Linked DNA regions of Mus musculus: all the other regions are linked to region 1. The links are chromatin contacts, called in public Hi-C and targeted proximity ligation maps. All regions are on one chromosome and are shown on one strand. The core of a region is the stretch at or near the end of the contact, and the rest is flanking DNA. Distances in the headings are between cores, read along the strand shown. Region 1 holds the start of Pip5k1b (phosphatidylinositol-4-phosphate 5-kinase, type 1 beta). Region 2 holds the start of Dock8 (dedicator of cytokinesis 8). Region 3 overlaps Tjp2 (tight junction protein 2). Region 4 holds the start of Foxd4 (forkhead box D4). Region 5 holds the start of Tjp2 (tight junction protein 2). Region 6 holds the start of Pgm5 (phosphoglucomutase 5). Region 7 overlaps Fxn (frataxin).

Region 1 (3,818 bases), core at 982-3,481:
AATCCCACCGATATAAGTAGATCAGGAAGGATTGTTTTGTTTTGTTTTGTCTTTCATACATGGAACTAACAATGGGGTATAAGGCTCGTGGGGAAATTCTTAGAGTCCAGTTTCACCGTGTTATCTCTACAAATGTCCTGTAAGCAGTTGGCTTTGGGACTTCTCTACCAGAAGCCCAAGGTTGTTTGCCTGGGAGATTAGGTTCTAATGGAGAAAGCAGCTGTGCAGGATTGGGGTGTGGGAGTCTAACGCCTCTGAGCGCTTTTGATCCACTGAGAGGTCATTCAGATTTGGCTTCGCCTGTTTTCATATCCCCTATGGCATCGCCTCTCTGGGAAGCAAATCCACTTCCCACTCCTTGAAGTTCAGAGTGGAAGTCTGAGGCACGCGACAGGGAGACTGATTTCCCCAGCCCCAGATTCCAGCCAGCCCGCGACTCAGAGCGGTGAGATGCTGCCCCCTATACAGTGATTCACAGCAGTTGGTTGCAAGGTTCTTTGATCTTTGATCCGCTGCTCTTTCTCTGCTGCCCCCTCCACTGGCCCCATCTTGAACTCTGTTAAGTCAGTATTGCTGTTACTTTTTGTTCAAGGACTAAGAGTAAGGAAAACTGTGTCCTCGCCTGTGAGTTACTGGATGTCTTAGGGCTACGGTTTTCTCATCTGAAAAGCGTGCAAGCTGGACCACACACATGTTCTTACTCTGTGCTTTAATAAGTCCAGAATGCTTGGACCCAAGTCCTAAGTTAGTGATGCCTTAAATCGCTAGTAGCGGCCACACACACCTGGAAGAACACTGGAGATACCGTCCCTAACAATACACATCTATTTGATTTGTCAGCTTTACGTGAATAAAACTTTAAGAACAATGCATTTTTTGTTATAAAGGAATTTTTATGCTTCATTCCAGGGTGATACTAAACCACCACAAATTCACTCGAGTTGGGGTTGGGGGTGGGGTTGTTAAAAGATTTCAAAACTGCCTGCAGGTGCTCTTTGTAGAGCCTCAAGGGAGTGTCCTCAAGCAAGGGTCATCAAATGCTGGTCTTCCTCTGACAGAACGCAAGTTTTCTTTCCCACAAGTGTTTTGTTTTGTCTGAGGAGGGGAAAGTGGAAGGAAGTGATAAAGCTGAACTGTACCACTTGCTTCGACCCAACTGGGAGGGAGTCGCTCTCTTCCTGTGCCTGTTAGATAAATTTAATTTTAGCGTTCAGAACAGCACAACTCCAAACGGATCCTTAGATCTAGCCCCTACCCTCTTCGAAGCTAAACTAACCTAGTGAGATTCCAAGTGGCTCCAGCAGGCGCGCCCCCATTGTAGCTCAATGGCGCGGGACCCCTCACTAGCCCATCCCTAACCTGTTGGATAGATCGTCCTTCTTGAGAGCACCTGCTATCCTTAGAAGGGAGACAAGTGTGGTCTCAGAACCTTTGCGCGTCCCTTCCTGATAAAGGGGGTATAGGGGAGGGCTCTGCTTGCTTAAGTGCTGGCTCCTCAAGGAAGAGGAGTCAAGTCTGGCATTGCCCGACTGGTGGCCAGGGACACTGGCAGCGGCACGCCCTACCCCAACACAGTCCACAGCAGTGAGGCTTCGAGACTCTGAGAAGCTCCCAGAAGCTCTGGAGCTTTGGAGGATCCCGCTAATCTCAGGGAGCCGCTTCACCCCTGCTCTGAGTCCTGGCTGCACAGTGGCCCGGGCGCACAATCTCCCACGCACCGACTAGAGCGTTAGGTCCGACTGCGGGCTGCTCTGCTGCTGCAAACCGGTCTGGCTTCCTTGCAGGGCGTGCGGGACAGAGCAGAGGGTGGAGAGAAAAGGGGAAGAGCCTGGGCGGCCGGCGGGCGGGGCCTGCAGCCTCCCGGAGTCGCGGCCGCCGTGCAGCCTGCTCGCTGCCCGCCCCGCTCGGACTCCGGCGCGCCGTGCGGGGGCCCGTGGCTGCGGGGCACCGCCACTCCTCGGCCTCCATCCCCCGATCTCGCCTCGCCGCGCCACCCGGCGCTGTCTGGTCCTAGTGGTCCGCTTGCCGTTCTGCCGACCAGAGGAGCGGCGGGAAGGAAGGGGAACGCGGGGACACGCACACCGGCCGCGGCGCGCGCGCATTGCACACTCGCAGCCGCGCGTCCCCGTCGCCGCGCGTCCGAGCCCAGTGTGGCCCCGCGGCAGGGCCCGGCACCTGCCCGCCCCCCCACCCCACCCCCCGGCGCTGCTCCGGCTCCGCCCCGCCCGCCGCCCGCCGCCCGCTGCAGCCACCGGAGAACCCACGACATCCCGACAACTTGCCCGCGGTGGCGCAACTGGTCTCGGCCGCCAAGGCTCCAGCACGCCGGCCGAAGGAGGTAAGTTTCCTGCGCGTCCCCGGCAACCCTGCCTACACCCTCCCTTGCCGCCGCGCCTGAGGCTCTGTGTGTCTCTGCTGGGACCTGACCTGCTCTCCACCTTTCCACTTTGCCTGTCCAAGTTGTGCTGGGGGTGACATGGAGGGGGCGCCCGTGGTCGTCAAACCAGGACCTTCGCTCCTCGGGGGCCACAGCTGCGCAGTCCCCGTGGGCACCGACCGCCTCGCTACCCTGATCCCTAGGGCCGCAGTGACACCCAGTGATCCCTCGGGCTCACTTAAGTCAGAGACCCCTCCCTCGTTTCTGGGGAACCTGCTGAGTTTTGTTGCAGCAGGAGAGGTGTCTCCGTCATTCTCCCCTGCTTCTAAACAGCAGCGAACTTGTTAGGCGCCCCCCGGGATGTACAGAGGGGCTTCCACGAGTGGCGTTCTGCTTGATTTCTGGCTCTGGCGCCGGGTGGAACAGGTGAACTACAGTTCCAGCCTGAAAACAGCCGCCGACTTTTACAGTCCCCTGTCTTCAATGGCCCTGTCAATGTGACGATTCAACATCTGGGGCGGGGGTGGGGGGTGGCGGGGGGGATGGGGAGAGCGCTGGAGTTGGACTTGCCACTCTGGTGCCAGGAGTCGTCAGAACCGAAGACAACAAACGTCTGCTTATCTCTCATCTATGCAGATGAGCATGTTCTCATTTCTTACCCCCACCCTCTCAAGCCGGCTGTCTGCTGTGCACAGCACGCTTGGGTAGAAACCTGTTCCAGAGAAGTTGTTTGGGTAGTCAGTGAATTTGTTCTTCATGTCTACTGAAGTCAGGACTTTGAACAGGATCTGCTATTTACTATGATGCTATGTAAAGGAAGCGCATGCTGACTCTCAAGTAGCCATCCCCCCCACCCCCCCCACCCCCGCCTCTGCCCTGGCTCTGCCCCTTGATGGCATTCTCAGCCTGGTAGAGGTCCCCCTGTAAAATGAATGGTCCATAAGGACTGAGACCTGATTAATCTGATCTAAGAAGTAGTCCGAGGCTGTTCTCTTGAACTTAGCTGTAAAGGGCCCCTTTCACCTCTCTTCCGGGAGACTTCCCTCTTGTTCTGTGTAGAGGCTGTAGTGTTTTTGCAGTCGTTGGAGTAGATCAAAGTCCAAGGATTGGTTTTCCTTAGACTCCAGTGTGATGGGGGTTCATGGAAGCTTCTGTCAGAGGGCTGCCCACTGAAAGGCAAAACAGAAAAACAAAAACAAAAACTTACCCAACCAAGTTCAAGGTTGAGCCTTAAGTGTCCTGTGCGATCTCTAAGCTGAAGAAAATGCTGGGTTCTGTGTACAAAGGTGGAGGACCCCCCCCCCCCAGGATGCATGGGAAGTGCAGCCATCCTTGGGCAGGAAAGTTGAACAGTGCTTACAGATAAAGCCATATTACATTTTTATCCAAACTAAGAAAACTGGAGGGACTGGGGGGGAAAAAAAACCCACCTAATATTTGC
Region 2 (3,818 bases), core at 434-2,933, 440 kb before region 1:
TGTATGCCCAATGGGATATACTTAGTTTGCAGCAAAACTTTGTAAGGAAATTTGAATGTAGCCTGGCTCTTGGTTTTCCTAACACTGTTTTGCTTGGGTGGTTGCTTCTGTTTTGTTTCCTTGTTGCAAGGTCTCTGTATGCAGCCTAGACTGGCATCCAGCTTGTGATTGTCTTGTCTCAGCCTCCTGAGGGCTGGGATGATGGGTAAGTCCACCACTTCTGGCTAAGGACTTTAATCCTCCACCCTTGGGTTATACCAACCCCGAAGCTCCTTGCAAGAGCGTCTCCAGGCTTGCATTAGGTCCCAGACAGTCACTTCAGATCAGTCTCACCCCTCCTGAATCCCTAACAGCTTCCTGCCCTTGTTCCTTGTTTCCTGGCTTTTTTTCTTTCTCATGACAGGGACAAAGAGAGGAGAAGCGGGGAAGGCAATGATGACAGCCATCAAAACTTCCTATGCCCCTACGGCCCCACTGCAGCCAGGACAGCCTGATGAGGGGAAAGGCTCCGATAGGAAGACTGAATTATGATATAGTTACCCTTTAGCATTTGTATACAGTCCACATTAATAATTAAACTAATTGGACAGATGAAATAGTGAAGGAAGTGAAAGGTCTTGCTCACAACTGCACAGGGAAACTCCACTGGCCCTCTGTGGTCCTTACCGCTCACTATTCAAGGATGGTGATTCCTAGTGACTCCAGCTTCACTCACTAGCAGCCCAAAGATGAATTACTGTGGGCCAGCGTCCCACATGCAAAAACAAACAAACAAGAACAAGAAAAAAACACCAACCCTGGAAGTCCTCCAGAGCGCTGCCCTTCCACATTATCTTTTAGCCAGGCAGTCTAGATTTCCCAGGTCAAGGCAAAAATGCCCCCTTGAATACTTGTCAGCAGTTTTCAGTGGAGGAAACGCCGCCGCTTGAGTCTACCGAGAACTTTATGAGTAGTCAACTCACAGAGATGTGGCGTGTGCAGCTCTGTTTATAAATTGGAAATCCCTGTGTTCTTCACTTTTCTAGAGTGCTAGAAATCTTTAAACGTCAGCTACAGCTCATTCCCTTTCGCTTATTTAAAGGAGGAATTTTTTTAAAATCATTTTTTCCACTTCATGGTTGGCTCCTTTTGGACCAAGGTATAAAAATAGCGCTGCCATCCAAAGCCAAGATGTTTTTTGGAAAGAGGGGGTTGAAAGAGCCCTAACCCTGGACCACGGACCGATCTGCTTCAAAGCAGGGCTGATTTTCAGCCACTTAGCTTCTTTCCGCTGTCTCCCGACTGGAAGGAAGGCGCAATTTGTTAAGCCAAGTTCGGGCGCGCGACCCCGCGCTCCGGGTCGGGCCACCTGTCTCAGAACAGCGAGGGCGGCGGGAGCCACGCCGGGTTGGGGAGGTGGCGCAAGACGCTGGTCCGGACAGCAGCGCGGGTGACAAGAGGACGAGAATGAGTCGCCACGGGGACCGGCGCGCCCCGCCGCGGACTGGCCAGGAACCGCGCCGTCTTACCTGTTGATCTTGAGCGCGAAGGCGCGGCGCTCGGCGCTCGGCAGCGTGGCCATGGCGCGCGCGCGCGGTTCCACGGCTTCGGGGCTCGCGGGGCTGCGGGGGGACGGGACCCGAACGCACAGCCGCTGCAGAGCCCGGCGCGCCCGGCGCCAGCCTCATCTGTCAGCCGCGCCGCGGAAACTTCCGCATTTCCACCTTGGCCGCGCAGCTCCCGGGGGGAGGGCTCTGCTCCCTCCGCCGCCCGCGGCGCCGCCCGGCCTGGCACGCACCGAGCGCTTGGCGAGGGCGTGGACGCCGCGCCGAGCCGCGCTCCGGATACTCAGAGTCGCCGGCCGCAGGCGCGCGTTTCCCCCGCCGCTGACCCGGGACCGACGGGCACGGTGGCTGCGGAGCGCGGACCGCGAGAGCTGGCCGGAAACGCCGGCGGCCGGAGCCGGAGGGCGACTGGGGCAGTGAGCGCTGGATCCAGAAGCAGCCAGCGGGGTCTGGAGGGGCCACCCGGTGGATTGACGCCATTCCTGGGAACATTTCTTTTTAAGGCAGCCTCTTAGGACATCAGTCGACTTTTTCCCAGCCGAAGGCGCACTGTCATTCATGGGACACTTTATTATAATGGCTGCATCCCACGAGTAAATATTAGGAGCTATATGACTTTTCATTTTAGAACCTGAGGGAATACACAGCATTGAGATTGACCGGTATCTCAACAGAGTTCTGTTTTACATGGAGAAACCTGACCAGACCACAAAGGAGAAATCTGGAGAAATAAAAATAAAAATAATCCCCAAAGGATGAGCGTGGAAAAGACTGTGCCTATTTCAAGTAATATATTTGGTCCAAGTTGTGTTGTATGAACTCCGTGTGTTTCCACTTGTCAACTTGCCTTCGGAAACACGAAAGGGCTATATTTTTGGCTCAAAGCTGCAGAGTCTAGATATGGAAGCCACAAGCCACATGTGGCCGTTGGCCACTTGAATTTTTGGTTAGTCTAAAGTGAGATGGGTTGGAAAATAAATACACACTGGGTTTCCAAGACAGTACAGAAAAAAAATAAGGCAAAATGTCTTAATTTTTGTATTGATTGCATGTTAAAAACAATCCTTTGGAAGCTGTTAAGTTAAGAAACATATTATTAAAGATAATTTCACCTGTTTGTTTTTCCCTGTATTAAAATGTGGCTCCCATTAAGAAGATGTAAAAATTACTTCCTTAGCTCACATTTGCTGGCACATTGAGTTCTTACTGAACAACACTGGTCCACTACAACTTAATTTGTAACCTAATACTAAAATACTGGCCGACCATATGCTATTTATTCTTGGCAGCCTTCTTCCTCTGCTTCTGGGTAGGTAGTTGAGCAAACCTTCAGAGCTGGTTAGGTAACTCTCCCCCTCCCTCATACCAATGCCTTTAAACATAAAAGACAATGTGTACAACATAACAATACAGAGACTCTAAGTACAGACCGACAGAAAACACGACTTTAATAAACGAGGCCAACTATTCCTTGTAATCCAAACCTGTAATCTCCACTACTCAGAAAGCTGAGGCAAGAAAGAGGATCACAAATTCAAGGTCTGCCTGTGCTACAAAGCAACTGCAAGGCCTAACATTCTCAAGGGCCTGGATTCATTCCCAGGGTCAATTTTCTAGAAGGCTTAAAAATATATATCTGTTGTTTCTAACTTCCAAAGGTCTCCTAAAGATATTTACTACAATGGGATTTATGGGGAAATACTTGGATAGAAAAATATTAAAAGAATAATTGTGTGTGTGTGTGTATCTTCATTCTGTGAACAATAAGTAACCCATTGAAACATTTTTACCAGAGCCTTTAGTCCACGTACAGGTGGGCTTGTCTTGGGTTTCTAAATGTTCATGGCATGCACTTTCATACAAATCAAAAATATACTTGGTTCCACATAAACCCAAGTAAAATGTAATGAGGTTATCTTAAATGGCTCAGATATTTCCATTAGGGAAACTTTTTTGAGCCGGTCAGGAGTATATCATGGCACCTCACACCTTGCCTCACATTATACTATATTCAATGTATAATATCTGACTGTGGAGCTGAGCTTAATCTAATTACCGTTATCCATGTTGTCATTTTATGCTTAGAAATACCTTCACATTCCCTTAACAGTCACTGAGATCATCAAGAATGTTATCTATGGAGCTAGCCATAGCTTTATCTGCTCTCTAACGAATTCACGGTTCACCAGCAAACCTCAGGAGTGGCCATCCTAACGTCTCCTCTCTGCATGTTCACTGTCTCTGCAGTTCCCTATACTCGAGCTTCTCTCTTTA
Region 3 (3,818 bases), core at 918-3,417, 390 kb after region 1:
TTGCATGGCCAAATGCTGTTCATTCTTTTGTGATAAAGTGGTGGGGCGGGGAGGAGGTACTCCCGCCCTTCCAGGGAATAGCACTTTGTTTTCAAGTGCGGCCTGAAGAATGCAGATCACCAAATAGCTTGCCACGCGTAAAGGTTTTAACTTCTCAGGGTCTTTACAGAATGTGTTGTGTGGCGGGATTCTTGGTTTTCGTTAATGAATTAGCTTTATGGTGCTGCGGATGGAACCTACTTATATACTTCTGGTGCATACATGGAGCTATAAAGGGGGCTCTGACAAGGATGCTGTAGGAACCGCAAAGTTTGAGGTAGAAAAACAACCCCTTGCTTTGACTTAAGGAGGACAGTTGAGGTGCACGCTGATGTGAAGGAAAAGGAAAAGGAGACACTCTGAATTATAGCCGTTCTCTAGTTGTGTGCCTGTGGCGCCATTTGTGAAGTGTCCGAAGCCTCTGGCTGGTGACTTGTATTTAGTCATTTCATAGCAGGACATGCTATTTGATGAGTGCCGCCTGGCAGATGGTTACAGTTGGGTCTTTAACAGGATACAGGCTGCCATCCAGCCACAGTAGAGTATACTTTGTAATGTGCTTATTTGAACTTAGACTAATGTTTTAGCCTGACTAGACTTTGATGGGTGTGGCTTTTATGTTTCTCCTCCTCCTCCTGTTCTGTGTGAGGAGTAAATATAGTAATGGGGAAAATGTAATCTTGACACATCTCTGAATGAACACCTCCCGTCCCCTTTGTTGCTTCAGGAAGCTGTGGGTGGAACCCAGGGCCTGGAATATCCTAAGTACCTGCTGTGCCAGGTACTTATTAGAGTTAAAATTATTTTATTATATGCCTGCACTTATATTGCACAACAATGGGTACCTGTTGTCCCTTGGAGGCCAGAAGAGGCTTGGCAGATCCTCTGGGTCTGGGCTGACAGGTGATTGTGAGCAGAGAATGAAGTTCTGGGAATCAAACCCTGGTCCTTGGCAAGAACAGCTAGTGCTTTTAACTGCTGAGACACCTGTCCAGACCAGGTTTGTAGCTTTTTTTGGTGGTAAGTTTTTAGACTGTACACCAGTCTCAAAGTCCAGTTACATTTTTGCCATCCTAACAAAGGAAAACGTGGATCGTGATAGAGAAACTTTAGTTCCTTGAGTTGAAGGTAAGGCGAGCCAGGTGTTGTGTGACTTAATTTTTTATTTTACGGGGTGGACAAAACACTCAATCCCAGATTGGGAACCCATGATACACCCAATTTTTAGTGGTAAGGATACCACCAAAGTCCAGCTTGGCGACCCAGTGAGTTTTATTGGGGTTCCCTACAGGAATCTGAATTCAGGAATAGAAATGATCCCATATGGATGAGCACAGATCACCCCAGAATAACTCTTATCGCCAAAGTTCACCCCGGCATGGGTGACAGCTCACAAAGGCTGGGAACCTGGACCACACTGGACAGCCTGCAGGCAGCTCAGCAGATTGGAGGGTCCTTTGCAGCTTCAGGTGGCAGAAATGTCTTCCAAGCAGGTCTTTTTGCTTGAGAGTCGTCTTCCCCGCAGGGGTGTGTGTGTGTGTGTGTGTGTTTACCTCCCTGCCTAAGGAGCTCCCCTGCAGGACCAAAAGTTTTTAAGGTCTAATGCTTTCTAGTAGTATTTGTTCCTTCTAGGGCTTGGAGCTTCTAGGGCCTTTGTTCTCAGGAGGAAGGAAAAAGAAATTTGTCAGCCGGCCTCATTGCTTTAATGTCCGACTATAGCAATTTGTTTACATGATCTGAGAGCTGATCCTACCCACTTGGCTCAAGTTCAGTTTCTTCTTTTTGCCTTACAAGGATAGCAGGCGCACCTGAGAACCTGGGTGGGTGGGGTTTCACCCAGGAGAGTCATCCCTGTAGCTCGGAGACAACACCTTCACGTCACCGGCCACTCTCAGTCTCCGGAGGATTCAGCGGAGTAGAATCGATGAGATTAGTGAGGGAGGTTCTTAGCAAAACTAAAGGACTTCCTGGTGAGCTCAGTTTCCGACCGAGGAGCAGGCTTCTTCCTCTTTAGCCCTCTTCAGTGAGGAGTCAGCTGCTCGGCTGTGTGGGATTGGCTGGTGTACACCTGCCCCTGTTTCCTCCGGCCACTGCATACCGCCAGTCACTTCCCATTAGCTGTGAGCCCTGCCCTTGTGTGAGTCAGAGTGGTAGGCACAAGGGCTCTCGGGGCAGGGCATCAGACGAAGTCACTGTGTACTTATCAGATTGACTCGATTTGGGAAGGCATGAGCTAGCATGACTCAGACTAGTGGCGAACTTAATTGAGAGAATTCCTCATATTTCTGTAGCGAATGGATGATAGTTGGATGAACTAAAAAGTCTTAACCAAAAAAAGTGTAGAATTGCTTCTGGACCTCTCAGTGTGCTGTTGTTGAGATGGGGCTGTGTTTAGCTCAGGTTGGTCTCCATTAAAATTGTTACTGTGTTGCAGAACTTAGGCCCAGAAGCAGCAGAAACTGCAGCGCTAATTAACTGGCCACTTTATGTGAGTTGCAGACCTCAGCTCTGCTTAGTTTAGATGGCTAATAAAGTCATCTGTGGCCCCTAACTTCCTGGGGGCTCTCAGTGCTCGAGTGTAAAGCTTAGAGAACATTCTAAGGAGTTTGGAGCAAGATATTCCAAATTACTTGCTCTTTCAGCTATATGTGTGTGTTATTTTCTTATTTTTTTTCTTTTAAAAAGGCATCCATTGGATTCTTTCAGAAAGACGTTTTTAAAAAGACATACTGTTTAACGGCAAAGGTCCCAGGGAGCCTGGTAGTTGCTTAGCTCACAGAGCAATGGAAAGATCTGTTATTAAGTTGCAGCTTGAATAATGTACTAGCCAGAGCCACAGGGTTCTCTTCCCTCAAGCCAGTAGCGACTGTCTTCTCCTCCCTTTTCCAGATTTTATTTTAATTTTTTTCTGGAATTATTTTTTTCTCTATATGTATGGTGTTTTGCCGTCTTGTATGTCTGTGTACTCGGTGGTTGTTTGCGCCTTATACTCTCAGAGGCCAGACAAGAATCTCACATCCCTGGAGCCGGAGCTAGAGACTTCCTTTTTCCTCCATCTGTATATTAGGTCTGGCTGTGTGTCCTGGAGCTCACTATGTAGACTAGGTGAGATCCTCCTGACTGGGATTAAAGATGTGCACCACCATGCCCAGTTTATAGACACAGACTTGTTAAAAGGAAAAATGTGCGCTTAGCACAAAGGAGATGTATTTGCTCTGGAGGGACAGAGGTCAGGGTTAAGGGATGAGACAGGAGCCAGAGGAAGAGGGAGAACGGAGAGAAAAGAAAGAAGAGGGTTATTTGTCTTGGAATGGGATAAAGGGCTGCCTCTGGATGGAGAGGGGACAGGCAAATGATGGTTTATAAAGGTGAAATGGGAAACCCTGTGCTGAGATGAAGTGTTTAATTTTAATTGTGCATGTTAATTAGGTGCCTGAAGGGAGCTTTTGATTGCTAGACTTTACAGCTGGACCTTGGTAGTCAGTTTCTGGAATAGGAATTAGCAATAAGGAAATAGACCATGGGGGGTTAGCCTTTGGAATGGATAGCAGTTTGGTGTGTTTGTTTGTTTGTTTTTGTTGTTGTTTTTAAGCGAGGCAGAGGGAATGGAGGAGAAGGGCCAGGTCTGCTAGAGTCATGCTGGCCAACTCAAGGTAGCTAGAGTCCCTTCAGTTGTGAGCTGCCCCGTGGGTCCTAGAAAATGAACCCAGGTTCTCTGTAAGAGCAGCAAGTGCTCTTATCCACTGGGGAGTCTTTCCAACCCTTATTATTTAAAAATA
Region 4 (3,818 bases), core at 838-3,337, 350 kb before region 1:
CTTAGGCTGCTGTAGATTATGACAGTGCCTTAGCTGTCCTATGGTTTGTGCCTTTGGCAGGCACATAGGTGCTCTTCAGTTAGGCTTTGGATTGCCATTGACATTACATCAAGCAACTACACATCATTGTGCTGCAGCGGAGTTGGGGTTGGCCTTCATCTCCTGGCTGAGGTTTGATCAGATTTCTCCACAGGAAAGGCTACCCTGTCCCTTTTTCTATTGGACTTTTTGGGAGAAAATCTCATGTTAAGTAGTTGGGAATTAGACTCCATCTTGAGTAACTACGTGAGTTATTTGAAATTCTACAAGAGATTTCCTTTATTGATTTAACCAGTTATTCTTAGCAACGTGAACACACAAATACATTTTAGACATTGAGTTATAACCAGCTAAGTTGACTGTTCGGTTTGCCCCAGCGTTGGCCACAGGGAGATCTTTAGTTGGCTCCTGAGTCACCTTTGAGATTAGCCCCAGAATGTGGGGGGTTTGTTTTGTTTTTGAGCACATTCTTACACCCTTTCATTTGTAAATAACCCAAATCCCCCTAGCAGTTGACTTTAGGAAAACCAACAATACTCTCTCTCACACAGATAATCAGAAAAGGGGAACCGAGTCTCTCCAGCAGGGGGTGAGGGCAGCATCTGGGGCCAGCAGATTGAATGAGACACCTGCCGGCCCTCCTGCAGTTTAAAATCACACAAATAGTCATTGGTCAATTTTGGATTTAAACACAAATCTGTGAGGCTCAGATCTGTTGTTTGTCCTACCTCAAGCTGCACACAATAGAGAGCCTTGGAGGGTAAAACCCTCCACAGAGCAATGCAGCTTAACTCAAAGGCTGGCAAGGGAGCTGCTCTCCAAAAGATGCTAACTTCTTTAAACTACTTTAATCCCAAAGGCGATGAGCTATTTTTGGTAGTCAGTTTCTGATTTCTCAATAAAGGTCACAATCACAAACATAAACGTTGAAGGTGGCACAACTTTCATCCTTTCCTAGTGCATCTTTTTAGATTTCACCTTCCCAATTCCCCCAATATGTACTTTGTATTTTGCTATGCAATCCCTATTTATGTAACAGACATACTCTACCATATTGTTACTTTAGCTGCTGGGCTAACTCACATGAAACCAATCTAAAAGCTTAGGTACTCCAAAGCCTTCAAGCAAGTCCTGGGGTCCCTGTCCTGCTCTGCAGTGTGGATGCCTTACCATGGACCTCTGGACTATCTAGTGTCAGGGACACTGCAACCCCGCCCTTCCTCGATTTATTGTTATTACCACAGTAAAGCACTTGTGTTTCTGGATGGATGTTCGGGTTGGGGGGAGGGGTAGGGGACAAAGCCAAGCAGGTAGATGCACTCATATAGTGAGGGCATTCCTTTCTTTATAAAATTACTTTGGGGGAAACAGTATTTGTGTAGTGAAATCAATGTAGTTGGTAAAGACAACGAAGGAAAAGAAGATGAAGATACCAGTTGCCTCTGTGGTGCTAGTGTGTTGCTTTCTGAAGCCTCTTCTAGGCATCCCTGTCTGAACGTGAAAAAATAATTTGCACCTTTGCTCCGCTGGCTAAATAGTAAAAGAAGCTGGAGGAAAAGAGACTAAGAAAATACTTTTTTTTTTTTTCCTTTTAAAGTCCACACTGAACTTCCACAGTTTATGCTAGGATGCTTTAGTTTTTAGGGAAATCGAGTCACGGGATTATTTGGTGAAGTTTACGAGGAGGGAAGGAGCCATTTCTCTGGAATGGGGGCATATAGCTTTAAGTCAGTGTGCCATTCTGTTTGAGATACATCTCATTACTCGCCAAAGTCAGTACTGGGAAGGTCTAAATGTCGACGTGGTCCCACATCGTCGTTGTGTATCATGTTTTCCCTCTTGATTTTTATTTGTGCAGCTTTAGAGAAACATCAACAGAGCCCGCACAATGTCAGAGCACTTTGGCTGATTAAACCATCCTCCGTAGTGGATGGTTGTGAAGAGGAGGGACCAAGGACCCCCCATCATTGGACCGCGTCAGGAGGACGTGGCTCCAGCCCGAGGAACGGCAAAGAAGGATATATAGCTGCGCACTTCTCAGAGAAACTTAAAACACCAAGTGCTCCTTGCCAAAGGGTGTTAGAAAGAAAAAGCAGAAAAGAACAAGGAAGCCTAACCTAGGAGCGCTCCAGTTTCCCAGCAGACTCATCCTTGCTAACTCACCCATCCCAAACCAGGTGAGCTGCCCCCACGTCCGTCCCCTCCTCTCCCTCTTCCCTCCTATCCTCCATGAACTCAGCAAGAGCTGGGCACCTTCGTTCCACTCCACCGCCCAGTCCTCTAAGTTCCGACCAGGATGAGGTGGAGATCGACGTGCTGGCAGAGGAGGAAGATGGAGATCAGACGGAAGAAGAGGATGACGAGGAGGAGAGCCATAAGTGCCTGGAGCGATCCCTGCAGAGGCCCGGAGCCCGCACTCTTGCAGGGAGGAGCGCGGGGGACTGCGGCGATCTGAGTAACTCCTCCGGGTTCCTCCGCAAGTTCCGAGCACCACGGACCCCGGCGACCACCACAGCCGACGGCCCGCAGCCCGCCAAACCCCCGTACTCCTACATCGCGCTCATCACCATGGCCATCCTGCAGAGCCCGCACAAGCGCCTGACGCTCAGCGGTATCTGCGCCTTCATCAGCGGCCGCTTCCCCTATTACCGCCGTAAGTTCCCCGCCTGGCAGAACAGCATCCGCCACAACCTGTCGCTCAACGACTGCTTCGTCAAGATCCCTCGCGAGCCGGGCCACCCGGGCAAGGGCAACTATTGGAGCCTGGACCCCGCCTCCCAGGACATGTTCGACAACGGCAGCTTCCTCCGGCGCAGGAAGCGCTTCAAGCGCCACCACCCGCCCTCGGGAGGCCACCCGCACTGCCCTTTCCCTCCACCCGCTGTGCCCGCCACCCTGCACGTCTCCCAGCCCAGCCTCCTGCTCCGCTACTCTGCCCCACCACAGCCTAACCTCGCAGCTCATCCCGCTGCCCCGCCTCGGAGTCACCCGTGCGCCCCGCTGCATCCGCATCCCATGCGCTACCTGCTGCTCGCGGCCCCGGCCTATGGCGACAACCCTAGAAAAGCGGAAGGCGCGGACCCCGCCACCCCCTTAGCCATTCCCGCGCTGCAGCCCGTACTGGGTTCCCAGCCTTGGGAGAGAGACCAGAGCTCTGGAACTCGGTCCGGACGCGGGTGCGCTTCGTTCACCATCGAGAGCATCATGCAGGGGGTTACAGGAGGAGGAACTGGGTCTGCGCAGAGTCCGTCCTTTGCTCCGTGGAGCTACTGCCACCTGCTGCAACATCCACCGTGCCTGCTGCACCCCCAGGCCGCTTCCCCTTTGTTTCACATGTCCGCAGGTTCCCGGACAATATTGCCTCAGCAGCCGCAACCGCCGCTGCCGCTGCAGCAAGAACAGCATCACTGTGCCATTAGCTGCGCTCCCGGTAAAGGCGTGCGGTTAGGCCAGCACCTGTCCGCCGTTGCGGCGCTGCTGAGGCAACAGCCTGCAGCTGACGACGGTAGGCTGACAACCCTGGCCGCTCTTTCGGGCCGAGAGGGGACCTTGCCCGAATTTTAAGCAGCACCCAGGCCCAGCCTCCAGGCTGGGTCGCCTTGGCACACCTGGAGCCAAGTGGCAAAATGGAACCACTTTCTAGGTTTGCACCACCCGCCTGCTAGGCTTGTGCGTAGAAAGCCAGCAGCGGAGTGCGCACTAAGTCCTTCCAAATTGTTACAAATGTGTTCTGCTCGCTTGACAACACAAAAGTGGGAAAATCCTGGATCTACAAGTCT
Region 5 (3,818 bases), core at 910-3,409, 330 kb after region 1:
AATGCACACACACACACACACACACACACACACACACACACACACACACACACACACACACAACTGGACATGGTAGTTTTTTAACTCTGCCCCACAGTTACCTGGCAATAGCCAGGTGTGCCTGACTTACTATAAAAGGGGCTGCTTGTCCCCTCCTCACTCTCTTCTTCTCCTCTTCCCTCTCTGTCCCTTCTCTCCCCATTCCTCTCCCCCTCTTTCTCCACATGTTAATGGCTGGCCTCTGCTCCTCTTCTCGCTCTCTTTATCTCTCTCTCTCTCTCTGTCTCTACTCTCTCGACTCCTCATGCTCTAAATAAACTCTATTCCATGCTATATCTGTCATATGGCTGGTACCTCAGGGGGTTGGGATGCCTCAGCATGGGCCCAGAGTCACCCCTTCACCGTACCTCACCCTACAAACATATTCCAAGTTCTTTCTCTCTCTCTGTCTCTCTCTCTTTTTTAAAAACACAACAGCAGTGTTCACCCCATTATTCCAGTACTTGGGAGGCTGAGGCAGGAGGATTACCCCAAAATTGGAACCAGCAGGATTGCATGGAAGGGCCATTAGGGCCATAGTAACTAAGACCTCAACTCAAAAAAAGAAAAAGCAAATTCATGGGTAGGTGTTTTTCCTTTCTTAGTAAATGGAGGCACAATTGGTATGCTTTTATTTGCTTAACAGTTTGCTTGTGCTCATTTTTCTTAAAGTGATACTTTCTTAAAGCCTGAGCCTTCAGGTTTGATCTTCCTTTGCCTGGGGCGTGTGTGTGTGTGTGTGTGTGTGTGTGTGTGTGTGTGTGTATTGGCAGGTCTGATAACACCTGTTCCTCAGGATCTGTCCATGTTGGTTTATAAGACCGGGTCTTTCATTTTTCGGGGGCTGGTAAATCCAAGGATCTGTCTCCCCAGCTCTGGGATTACAAATCTGTGCTACCACTCCTGGTTTCTCTTGTTGGGGTTTTGTTTTTGTTGTTGTTGTTTTTGTTCTTTTTTTTTTTTCCTTGAGAGAGTGTCTCAGTTGACATAGTTACTCCTGGCGAAAGGGTTTTGTGGGGAGGAGAGGGCGCTCGTGCGCGAAGTTGCCTGGAATAGAACCTCAGCATCCTTTACAGGATTTTTAAAAAAGCAAACTAAAATACTTAAAATTGCAACGCAGTGGGCAAGTGCGAGCATTCACACCGCACAACTATCACCACTATCCATCTCGCCATCACCACAACTTTTATCCTGTACCCTGGAATCTTCTTAGGATTTTTTTTCCCCCCTGAGACAGGGTTTCTCTGTGTAGCCTGGCTATCCTCGAACTCACTCTGTAGATCAGGCTGGCCTCGAACTCAGAAATCCGTCTACCTATGCCTCCCAAGGGCTGGGATTAAAGGCATACGCTACCACTATCCAGCTTTTCTTTTTATTTTTTTTTTTTTCTTTTTCTTTTCTTTTCTTTTTTTCTTCCTAGGATTTTTTAACCAGACTAGGTTAAATGGAAGGCGAACTTGCGCCCCGGGTGCAGCCTTGGGCACTAGGCACATTCCTCCTTCCCCGCGGTGTGACTAAGCAGGCTCTGGGCTTAGTGCTCCGCCCTCACCTATTGTCCCCCGAGAGGAACCGGTATTTCCGGATTGGAGCCTCAGAGCCAGAGAACCAGGGAGGTTGGAGGGGGAGGGGGATTGAAATTGATCTTAAAACTTATCTTTCACCGATACCATTACCCGTTTCTCTTCTTCCCCAAACAAAAATCAACCCGTTCCACTCCCCTACCGTATACATACAGTGACCCACAAACACCCTTCCCGTGGTTTCTGAGGGGTGACTGACCTTTCCTCGCCAGCACCTGCGGAAAGACTGAAAGCAGATCTGGGCACGAATTAGATAAACCCTGCGAATGTTTATACTCTTGAGCCGAAGCTTGGGGGTTTTGCTGAGAAAAGAGGCGGAAGCGTCGCTCAATCCCTGCCCCACCGCTGGGTGGCGCCGGTGAGGCCTCCCCCTCCGCCAACAGGACGACCCAAAGTGGCGCGAGCTACTTTTTTTTTTTTTTTCCGGGTCTGGAGGAAGCAGGTGATGGCCACCGCCCATCTACCCTCCCCCTAACCACACACACTCTAGATAGGCACTTGTCCCCCTTTCTTCTAGCCCTCCAAACAGGAAATAGGTTGAGTCACAACAATACCCAGGAACGGCCGGTGGCGGAGGTCACTGGCTCCCGCCTGCTGCGGCAGCCCGCGGCACTCCGCCTCCGGACAGGCGCTGCCCGCGCTGCGCCGCCCGACGCCTGGGACCGTCGCTTTCTGCGCGCTGACTCTGCTGGCTGCCGCCGCCCCCCTTCTCCAGGCGAGTACCTGCGGCTCTGTCCCTCCCGGGGTACAAGATTGCTCTGGAGCCTTGGCTCGCCGCGGGGCAGCGTGCGTGAACGCCGGTTGTCCCCGTGGGGTTTGGGATGTGATTTCTTGAGCACTGCTTTTTGCGTGCGTACTTCCATCTCCCACCCTTGGGCAGCCTCGCATCACCGGGGTTGACTTAGGGTCACCCGGGATCTGAGTTTACGCCGCTGCTACAGGTGCCTGGCTCCTCCTTGTCCTTCCAGGCGGGGACATTGTTTCGCTCCCGCAGAGCGTCTCTTCTGCTAGATTCAGAGGGCCTTTGGGTTTCTGTTGGCAGCGATGGTATCTAAGGGGTGGGTGACCTGAACGGGCGCGGAGCGAGGGAAAGCTGGTGTCTGTGTGCAGGTGGGGGCGATCCTGGTGACCATGAGTCTGCCCCCTCCCCCGCCGCCGACAGGAAAACAGTCCCGTCGCTTTGTGAAACATTTAATTCGACTTTGTGTGTGTGTGTATATATATATTTGGGGTCTTTCGACTCTTTTATAAAGGACGAGCCGAGTTGTCAACACAGGGCGTTGTCAGCTCTCCAGGGCTGCTTTCCGTGGCTTTTCTATGGGACTCTCAGTCAAAGCCGAGTTGGAGATTTTTATGTTGGAAAAAGGCCACCGAATGCCAAGCATTCTCCGAGCTTGAAAAGGGTGTTTTCCAGGCTGCTGCAGTGTGCGAGAGGGTTTCTGAGCTACTGTCTCTGAGTTGTCCACCGCGCCTTCCCAGGTCCGCAGGTGTGCGGGTTCTGTTCAGAGGCTCCTCTGGCCTCTAAAAGTTTCCCGACTTTCCTAGTTCATTTGAAAGACCAGTTTCCTGGTAAGGAGAGAGGGATTCTGGGACATTGCCTGGGGGCCTCTTGAAAACCCAGGTTTCAGGCCGCACCCTAGACCTGTTAGCCCTGGGATCTATTTGCACTTTGACCTTTGGGAACCTTTGGCCCAAGAAAAGTGGCGGTGCCCAGCTAAGGAATGAATCACGTCGGACTCCTACTCAGCCTTAAATCTGAATGCTATTTTAAAAATGGGGACAGACAGTACAGCCACACTGGACCTACCCACTCCGCCCCCAGAGCCATTGGCTCTTTATTGAGATTTGAAGATATTTGGCTAACATATAAGGCTGCAGGTTTTTTTGTTTCTGGCCTTGAAATGTGCCTTAAAATGATACGGAACGTGAAATTGAGCATTTTAACCTTCCTAAATGTTAAGTTAAACGGCACCGAATGCCCTCAGTTTTCTTCAGGGGGCTGAGAATCCTGACTAGGAATGTAATAGGCAGAATAGATGCAACATTACTAAGTGGCCAAGGTAGGCTAGCTGCAGGATTCTGTTGTGTGCTTTCCATTAAGGAAGATAAAGAGCCAGGAGGGTTTTCTTTTGTCTAGACTGCAATGGAATGGAGTCACCTAGGGAGTGGACTCAGCCCGCATGAATTAACTAAGTATAG
Region 6 (3,818 bases), core at 378-2,877, 310 kb before region 1:
CTATGGTCCTATAAGAATGGAATGGGGATGACGGCTTTCAACAGTTGCTTTATCCCAGGATCTCACTGGGGAAACACAGGTCTTGCTGAGTTTGGCGTATGCTTGGTGTAAAGATGGTGGTTGGTGCTGTCTCAGCAGCAAGGAGATACTGAAGAAGAAAGGCAACACAGGTGCTCCTGTTTCACACCAAGACTTCGGGGTGGTGCTAGTGACTCAGAGAAGGCAGAGAGGCATCCCTAGGTCAGAGAGCACCCCATTTCTCTTGACTCACCTTGTAAAGAAGCTGAGCTCAGCACAGGAGCATCCAGCCTGGAGACTAGGACTGGGTTCTTATCTCTGCCCACCTAGGACGGGGGATGAAGGACGTGCCAGCCTTGGTGCTTATGAAGCTGGCCTGCCTCCCTTTCCCTCCTTTCCCATTGCATTGAATCTTGGGAATTACTCTAGTCCCACACCTCCTGCGAAGCTTTCTCTGCTTTGTCCTCTGTCTCTCCACACACTGTAGATGGTTGGGTTCACAGCCGTGTGCCGAGCTCAGTCCCCACCCCCCCCTTTAATTCCCTCCCTTTTCACTCCTCTCTATATGAAGATTTTCCTGGTTTTGGATTTGAGGAGGATCAGAAAGAAAGGCTTCAGGCAAGGGGGCCAAGCACAGTAGGTGGCACCTCACCTTTGTTTCAGTTGGCTTCGTTCATTCATTCCTGGTGGACATTAAGTGCGTTTTAATCGCCTACCGAAAGTATTTTATCCAGAGTTCGGTAGCGTGGACAGATGCAGTGTGAGGGAAGCCGATTTCTAAGCAGATGTGTAGGAAGGACAAGCAGGAAAAGAATAAGAAAGTATGTGTTTGTTGCAGTTACAACAACAATGAAAACAAAACAAAACAAAACAAAACAAAACAAAACTCCCACCTGGAGAGATGCTACAAATGTAGATGCTGGGGTAGGTCCTGTGGACTAAAGGGGCCGACAGGGTATGATTCTGCACAACAAATGTTCCTGCTGAGTGTACACACACACACACACACACACACACACACACACACTCACACACACACTCACTGCCCAGCCTTCAGTTTCACCTCTGGCAGAGCCTAACAATTCTCAGCTCTCCTTTCCAGGGTTATTTTTGGCTAGGGCTGTTCTCTGATGGCAAAAGGTTTTAGCCCCCTCCCACCTCCCTCTCTGTCCTTACTAGGGAGAGAAACTTGCACTTGAGCTAAGCAGACTCAGGGTGTGGGGAGAGAGGGCTGTGGGCTAGGCCCCTGGCTAGCTCAGACTCCAGTGCCAGGCTGTCTTCTAGTGGAGAGTGGGCCTCTGGAGGAGCTGGAAGGCTGAGTCGGGGCACTGGACTCAAGAGTGTGGTGTGGCTGGGGACACAGGAGCTGGTCCTAGAGCTTGGCTTTGAGACACTCCCAAAGTCAGGCGAGCTGGGGAAAGGAATTGAGGACAGCTGGGCGATCCTCTGGAAAAGAGCTGGGCTGCAGAAAACTATCTGAAGGTGGAGGCAGACTCCACTCTGGGACGTTGAGGGGGACAATCCGAGAGTAGCGACGGGAGGGTGGAGAGGGGCGGGGAGGGCGCAAGGCGGAGCCGGGAGCAAGGCCAGACCGCGGGGGCCCGGGAGGGCGGCAGATCCCCGAGGCTCCCGCAGCCGCGGCAGGACCGGCCAGCGGCGCCATGGAGGGGAGCCCCATCCCAGTGCTGACGGTGCCCACGGCGCCCTATGAGGACCAGCGGCCGACCGGTGGCGGCGGGCTGCGACGGCCCACAGGGCTCTTCGAGGGCCAGCGCAACTACCTGCCCAACTTCATCCAGAGTGTGCTGTCGTCCATCGACCTGCGCGACCGTCAGGGTTGCACCATGGTGGTGGGCAGCGACGGCAGGTACTTCAGCAGGACGGCTACTGAGATCGTGGTGCAGATGGCTGCGGCCAATGGGGTGAGTGACTCTCACGCCCCGGTTTGCGGGGTCTCCACACCCTGGTCACCTCCCTGTGCTCTTTCCAGCTTCCCACCCGGGCGCACTGGCAGCCACTAGGCACAGTGGGACACTGGCCTTAGAGGAGCTGCTCTTCTCAAAGCCCCTGGGCTGGAAACTTAGGCTTCTCCGGCACCTGTTGTACTTTCTGCTGTATTCGTTCTGCATCCATTTTCCACTCCATCACAGCCTTGGGTGTCCCGTATTCCTCCAAGCGATTTATTGCCCACCTCCCTACACAGACTTTTTTCGAGTCTGCCAATATAATCTCACTCCGGTATTCTTTTATTCTATTTATTATTATTATTATTATTATTATTATTATTATTATTATTATTATTATTGCCGTAATCCTCTCTCTCCAAATCATAGCTGCCAAATTTTAACAATTATCTGCGTGGGCACACTCCAGTATTGAACCATGTGCTATTTGTCAAGACTGGGCCCCAACACTTCACTCTAGCCCAGTGGTCCTTTAGTGGTGACTTTGATTGGGACAGGAATGGTTTGGATGATTTTGGGGGCTTTGCAACCTTGGCTCTCAGTTCCCAGGAGGTCTCTAAAGGATGTAAGTGAGACTCGCAGCAGCATTCTTAACGCAATTCCTATCGCCCCTCCAAGATGCCTTCAGCATTGACCAGCCGGTCCTCTTCCTTCCCATCTGCATCCTCATTCTCTCTCCCTTCTAAGACCTCTGCAGTTTTTTTCTGCAACCTTGATTCTTAGACTTTGAGTTTCTTTCTGTCTGCTCCCTCTTCCCTACCCTACAGACAGAAGCACCCCCTTAAATGGTAAATCCATCCTGCTCTCCCCACCCCTGCTTAGCCCCAAATCTAGTTACCCAAACTTGTGACTAGCAAACTTTAGGGGGGGGTGGGTCTCTGAATTATCTGTAGGAAGTTTCCAAAAGTCATTTGAGCCTGGTGAACGCGATCAGATCCACACCCATGAAACTTTACCTGAGTGCAATCTCTTGCCGATGTCCATCTTTAAAAGTGAAAGCAGATAATTACCTGTCCTGTGGATTCTGGCCATTCCACCCCTCTCTCTCTGTTTTCATTTCTCCTTAGTGTTTCTTCATTAGGGCCGTCTATGCTTCATGTTCCCTACTGTGATTTTTCTCTTCTCAGCGTTTTAGGAATGGCATGGAGGAAAAGGTGTTTTGTGAGTTTTTTGTTATTGTTACTTTGTTTTTTAAGACCCCAAAAGCAATCACGGGAAATGGTCCCTGGAGTTTTAGAGCAGATTCCAGGCTGGTATTTATCTCTGGCTCTTCACCTGGGATTGATGAATGTTGGCTGGAGTTCTGTTGGTGAGAGATTGACAAATACTCTTTCCCTCTTGTCTGACAAAACTATTCCTGGGCATGATGGAGGATAATGAGCCCTGGGAGCGCTGTAACACCGCTCACCCTCCTCCACACTCCAGTTTGCCAGGCGGTGAGAGGAATGTAGCCTGCCCAGTATTTATTGTGGGTCAGAATAGTTATTGAAGATGACTGTTGATATTCATCTCAAGCAATGGCTTGGACCAGTCTCCTTTTCATTTTTTTTCTCACCTTCCGGGAGACCTGTTCTGGAGTGAATAGTCAGATGGTTGGCTCTAGAAAAAAAGTAGCTTGGCAGGACTAGAAAATAATGAGCAATATTGGTCCTTGTGTGATTGAAAATGGATGTGAACTCACTTGCCTTCTAACCTACAGGCTGCATGAGGCTGAGAGGGTTGATGGACCTGAGTTTCTAAAGCCTTTATAATAGATTCCTGACTGGACATTCATAACCAGGATACAAAAGTAGCAAGCTAGAATGTATTCCTCTCTGAACTGGAAAGTCTGATTAT
Region 7 (3,818 bases), core at 539-3,038, 290 kb after region 1:
CAGGCATTCATCGTATGCTATTACGATTCATTCACTCGTGGTGGCTGCAGAGATGGCTCCGTGGTTAAACGCTTGCTACTTTATCATGAGAACCAGAGCCTGGATCCCAGCAGCCATATCACATCAGGTGGCTTATAGATGCCTGTAACTCCGGCCCTGCAGCTGTCCTGTGTGTCTCTGGCCTCTAAGGGCATTCATGCACATACACGTGAACAGAAACACGTGCATAAATAAACGTAAAACAAACCTCTGACCCTAAGAGTAACGTTCTTACCATACAAGCTCCTGTTTTTGAGCATTAAAGTTTGTTTGGTTTTGGTGCCAAGAATTGAACATGGGGTTTCCCAAAGCCAGAACACACTGCCAGTGGGCTGTATCCCCAGCCCCCTTTTCTTAATGGTGTCTGTTATATCCTTGGATACATGAAAGGCATTGAGATATGAGCATGTATATGAACGCGAGTGTGTATGTGCATACGTGTGTGTGTGTGTGTGTGTTTGTGTGTGTGTGTGTTTGTGTATCCAAACATAGGAGCTTGTATGGTAAAAACATTACTCTCAGGGTCAGAATGGGTCAGAAACGTATTTTATTTTTATTTATGTTTATATATTTACGTGTGTGTGTGTGTGTGTGTGTGTGTATCACAGTACTAACTAATCTATTTTTTCACACTTCCTGCCACCTGACCCCCTAGGATGGCGTGCTCACCATTAAGCTGGGCGGGGATCTAGGGACCTACGTGATCAACAAGCAGACCCCAAACAAGCAAATCTGGCTGTCTTCTCCTTCCAGGTATGTTCAGAAGTCAAAATCCATAAGGGGTAAACTCATCTGGAATGCGGTGTTGGGGACCGTTTGAGAGGGAGTCAGTCACTGGCTTTGCCGTGACTTTACGGCTGTCTGCCTCGGCAGGGAGGCTGGCTTGTAGTTGAACCCTTCTCCTCATTGATACCCGGGTTGCTATGCAACTCAGGCATCAGGATGTTGACAAGACCTGAAGCAGAAGGAACTGTTCAGAGCCTGGCCCAGACTGGTTTTCTCCAGTATATCATTCCCCAGAAGAGAAAAACCACTGGCTTGCCTTTGAAAATGATACTTTTGCCAGACACAGTCTTAACATAGCTATAGTCCCAGCACTCAAGAAGTAGAGGCAAGAATTCAAGGCCTGCCTTGGCTACATAGCCAGTTCAAAGGCTAGTCTGAGCTATCATGTAAGACCCTATAGCAAAAGCAAATAAGCAAATCTGGTCCATATAGTGCGTTCCAGGATAGCCAGGGCTATCCATAAGCCACTTTTGTTAGGTACAGTGGCACATACCTGCGATTAAAAATAATAATCATTCATTCATTCATTCATTCATTAAAAAGCTACTTTGAGGGAACTAGAGAGATGGCTCAGTTTGCTCTAGAAATCCTGAGTTCATTTCCCAGCAGCTACTTAGTGGCTCACAACCATCTCTGATGGGATCTGATGCCCTCTTCTGGTCTGTCTGAAGAGAGCGATAGTGTACTCACATACATACAATAAATAAATAGATCTTTAAAAAAAAAAAAAGCTACTTTGAAGGCTGAGGGCATATCTCAGTGGGAGAGTGCTTATCCAGTAATCTATAAGCCCTGGATTCAGTTTCCAAAATGGAAAGGTAGGAAGGAGAAAGAGGGAGGAATTTTTTATATTGTAGTATCTGAGAAAACTTGCACTTTGTCCTCAAAGTAAGTTAAACTTTAACTCCTGGCCTACTTTGAAGGTCTCTGTAACTCTGCTGGCAGAGCTGGGCTCTGACTCTGTCACAACGGGACGGGACGGTGATTTTTATCAGCAGCCCCAGGGCCCCCAGCCTCATGCCTGCCTGCCCCGTGGCAATGCCTGCAGTTGAAGGAGCAGCAGGATGCACTGCAGTCAGACCCTGTCTCAGAACTAAGGACTTACTGATAAGTATACAGCTGCTGCCTCAGTGGTCTGGGAACAGCCTAGCGATGCCCACAGGGAGCCTTCACACTAACCTCCCTGAGGCTCAACAGCAGTACTGAAGGAGACATTTTGAAGGAGCCGTGGGAAATCTCAGCTAGAAGCAGTGTGGAATTCTTTGGAAGCCTAATGGTATTGGCAGTTTTTAAAAGGTGCCAAGGTGTGGCTCAGTGGCAAAGAACTTGCCTAGCATGTGAGAGAAGGCCCTGGGTTGGAATACCACCACAACAAACACACAGCAAACAAAATGGTTACCACTCAGGCTGGAGAGATGGCTTAAGAGCCCTTCTGCTCCAGCACAAGGGCTAGAGTTCAAATCCTGGCATCCGTGTCAGGGTAGTCACTTACAAGAAACTCCAAGGAAACTCTTTTTAAACCCGTAATTGGAGCTGGAGAGATGGCTCAGTGGTTAAGAGCACTCACCAACTCCTCTTCCAGAGGACCCAGGTTCAATTCCCAGCACCCACATAGCACCTCACAACTATCTGTAATTCCAGGTCCAGGAGATCTGACACCCTCACACAGATAAATATGCAAACAAAACACCAATGCATATAAAACAAATACATTTAAAACCTGTAATTTTAGGTGCTAGAGAGATGGCTGAGTGGTTAAGAGCGCTGACTGCACTTCCAAAGGTCCTGAGGTCAATCCCCAGCAACCACATGGTGGCCCACGACCATCTATAAAGGGATCTGATGCCCTCCTCTGGTCTGCAGGTATACTTGCAGACAGAGCACTCATATATCAAAACAACATAAAAGCAGTTAATTTAAAAACCAGATTATCTGTTTTAAAAACTAATGTATATGAGAGGCTTGGGGGGGCGTCTCATAAGTAACCCCGCTTCATCACAATTACGTCATAAAGGGGGACGGGCCTTTATATGTCTGTGGGTGTGGATATGGATGTGGTTGAGTGTCCATACCTACAGTAGCCAGCAGAGGGAGCCAGATCTTCTGGAGCTGTAGTCACAAGCAGTTGTAAGCAGCCCAGGGTAGTGAAAGACATCAAACCAGTCCTGCGGAAGAGCAGCAAGCGTCCTTAACCACTGAGCCCTCTCTCCATCACCCCGGAAGTAATATCATATTTATCCAGACTGTCTTTCACAGGGCCATGATTATAACTTCTTATTTCAGAAGAAAACCTTTGAGGTCCTGTGGAGACAGAATTTCCTGGCCCCCTTGCCATAGAATGTGGGGGACGCCTGGGCCCCAGAATCTGGGCGCAGAACCCTGGACAATGTGGAGGGGTCTTGAGTTGTTCCAACTCTACCTGAGAGCAGGGCTGTGGTGCAGGATCAAAGAACATTCTTTGGTTTCTCCTGGTTTTGTTTTGCTTTCATGTGACCGGGGTACTTTGTGTTCAGAGAGGTTTCTGCTCTTGTAACGGAAGCCCTGCCTGTCCATTTGCCCTTTTCTCTGTATGTCCAGCATTTGATTGGCAGTATTAAAAGCCCTCGTGTATCTATACCTACACAAGATACTTCCCATCTCTTCCCTCTACCCTGCCTTCCCACCACACCTCAGTCTCCTCATGGTTTTGTGATGCTGGAGATCTAACAATGCGGTCACCACGCTGGGACCGCTCAAGCACTGTGCTGCTAAGCTGTGTCCCCACTCTTCTAGTGTGGGGTTCTTCGAAAGTTCCCTCGAGTGTTCTCAGTGGTGAACTCTCAGGGTTCATTGTCTGTTACTGTGTCCACTGTTCTCCAGGCCATGAGGAGCTAGAACGTGAGACAAGGGTCTTATACATCTGGAATAACAAATCATGGCCAACACCAGCTACCGATTTGTCCGCAGTACCGTGTATTAGTCAGCTTCACATCGCTACCCTGAATACCTGAGAC

Evidence for each region. Hi-C and Micro-C count contacts between places; a contact is called where the count stands out from the background.
Region 2: a contact with region 1 is called in a targeted proximity ligation map of pancreatic cancer cells. A contact is called at or near these places in 1 of 39 promoter capture datasets (pre-B cells), 2 of 484 Hi-C or Micro-C datasets (LSK cells and embryonic stem cells) and 1 of 130 datasets of targeted methods (pancreatic cancer cells).
Region 3: a contact with region 1 is called in a Hi-C map of extraembryonic endoderm stem cells, with 2.1 times the contacts expected there. A contact is called at or near these places in 7 of 484 Hi-C or Micro-C datasets (B cells, LSK cells, cerebellum and 3 more) and 2 of 130 datasets of targeted methods (embryonic stem cells and pancreatic cancer cells).
Region 4: a targeted proximity ligation map of embryonic stem cells shows a contact between it and region 1, with 6 times the contacts expected there. A contact is called at or near these places in 15 of 39 promoter capture datasets (the 3T3-L1 cell line, the HPC-7 cell line, cranial neural crest and 9 more), 3 of 484 Hi-C or Micro-C datasets (bone marrow-derived macrophages, embryonic stem cells and palatal mesenchyme), 13 of 130 datasets of targeted methods (bone marrow-derived macrophages, embryonic basal ganglia, embryonic forebrain and 9 more) and 2 of 9 other capture datasets (embryonic stem cells and liver).
Region 5: a targeted proximity ligation map of pancreatic cancer cells shows a contact between it and region 1. A contact is called at or near these places in 1 of 39 promoter capture datasets (cranial neural crest), 1 of 484 Hi-C or Micro-C datasets (embryonic stem cells) and 4 of 130 datasets of targeted methods (embryonic stem cells and pancreatic cancer cells).
Region 6: a contact with region 1 is called in a Hi-C map of cardiomyocytes, with 1.9 times the contacts expected there. A contact is called at or near these places in 6 of 39 promoter capture datasets (cranial neural crest, frontonasal cranial neural crest, hippocampal neurons and 3 more), 23 of 484 Hi-C or Micro-C datasets (the AML12 cell line, bone marrow-derived macrophages, cardiomyocytes and 14 more), 22 of 130 datasets of targeted methods (bone marrow-derived macrophages, craniofacial prominence, differentiating embryonic stem cells and 13 more) and 2 of 9 other capture datasets (adipose tissue and embryonic stem cells).
Region 7: a contact with region 1 is called in a targeted proximity ligation map of pancreatic cancer cells. A contact is called at or near these places in 4 of 39 promoter capture datasets (fetal liver, hematopoietic stem and progenitor cells, neural stem cells and 1 more), 4 of 484 Hi-C or Micro-C datasets (CD8 T cells, the G1E-ER4 cell line, LSK cells and 1 more), 14 of 130 datasets of targeted methods (embryonic basal ganglia, embryonic forebrain, embryonic hindbrain and 8 more) and 2 of 9 other capture datasets (adipose tissue and liver).

The regions. Positions count from the first base shown.
Region 1 is chr19:24,554,285-24,558,102 of GRCm38.p6, reverse strand. It overlaps Pip5k1b (phosphatidylinositol-4-phosphate 5-kinase, type 1 beta), which reads left to right and starts at 2,231. Exons shown (of 15, transcript NM_008846.3): 1 at 2,231-2,338. It overlaps Gm50341 (predicted gene, 50341), which reads right to left and starts at 1,771. Exons shown (of 2, transcript NR_169181.1): 1 at 1,719-1,771; 2 at 693-1,095.
Region 2 is chr19:24,997,394-25,001,211 of GRCm38.p6, reverse strand. It overlaps Dock8 (dedicator of cytokinesis 8), which reads right to left and starts at 1,683. Exons shown (of 48, transcript NM_028785.3): 1 at 1,509-1,683. The coding sequence starts at 1,561.
Region 3 is chr19:24,164,965-24,168,782 of GRCm38.p6, reverse strand. All of the region lies in intron 2 of Tjp2 (tight junction protein 2), which reads left to right. Among named protein-coding and RNA genes, the nearest start is that of Tjp2, 58 kb to the left of the region's middle.
Region 4 is chr19:24,899,285-24,903,102 of GRCm38.p6, reverse strand. Foxd4 (forkhead box D4) reads left to right here and starts at 2,087. Exons shown (of 1, transcript NM_008022.3): 1 at 2,087-3,818. The coding sequence starts at 2,269. The coding sequence ends at 3,603.
Region 5 is chr19:24,223,367-24,227,184 of GRCm38.p6, reverse strand. It overlaps Tjp2 (tight junction protein 2), which reads left to right and starts at 2,159. Exons shown (of 24, transcript NM_001376368.1): 1 at 2,159-2,334.
Region 6 is chr19:24,859,651-24,863,468 of GRCm38.p6, reverse strand. Pgm5 (phosphoglucomutase 5) reads left to right here and starts at 1,627. Exons shown (of 11, transcript NM_175013.2): 1 at 1,627-1,940. The coding sequence starts at 1,680.
Region 7 is chr19:24,264,276-24,268,093 of GRCm38.p6, reverse strand. Fxn (frataxin) reads left to right here. Exons shown (of 5, transcript NM_008044.3): 4 at 695-792. Among named protein-coding and RNA genes, the nearest start is that of Fxn, 14 kb to the left of the region's middle.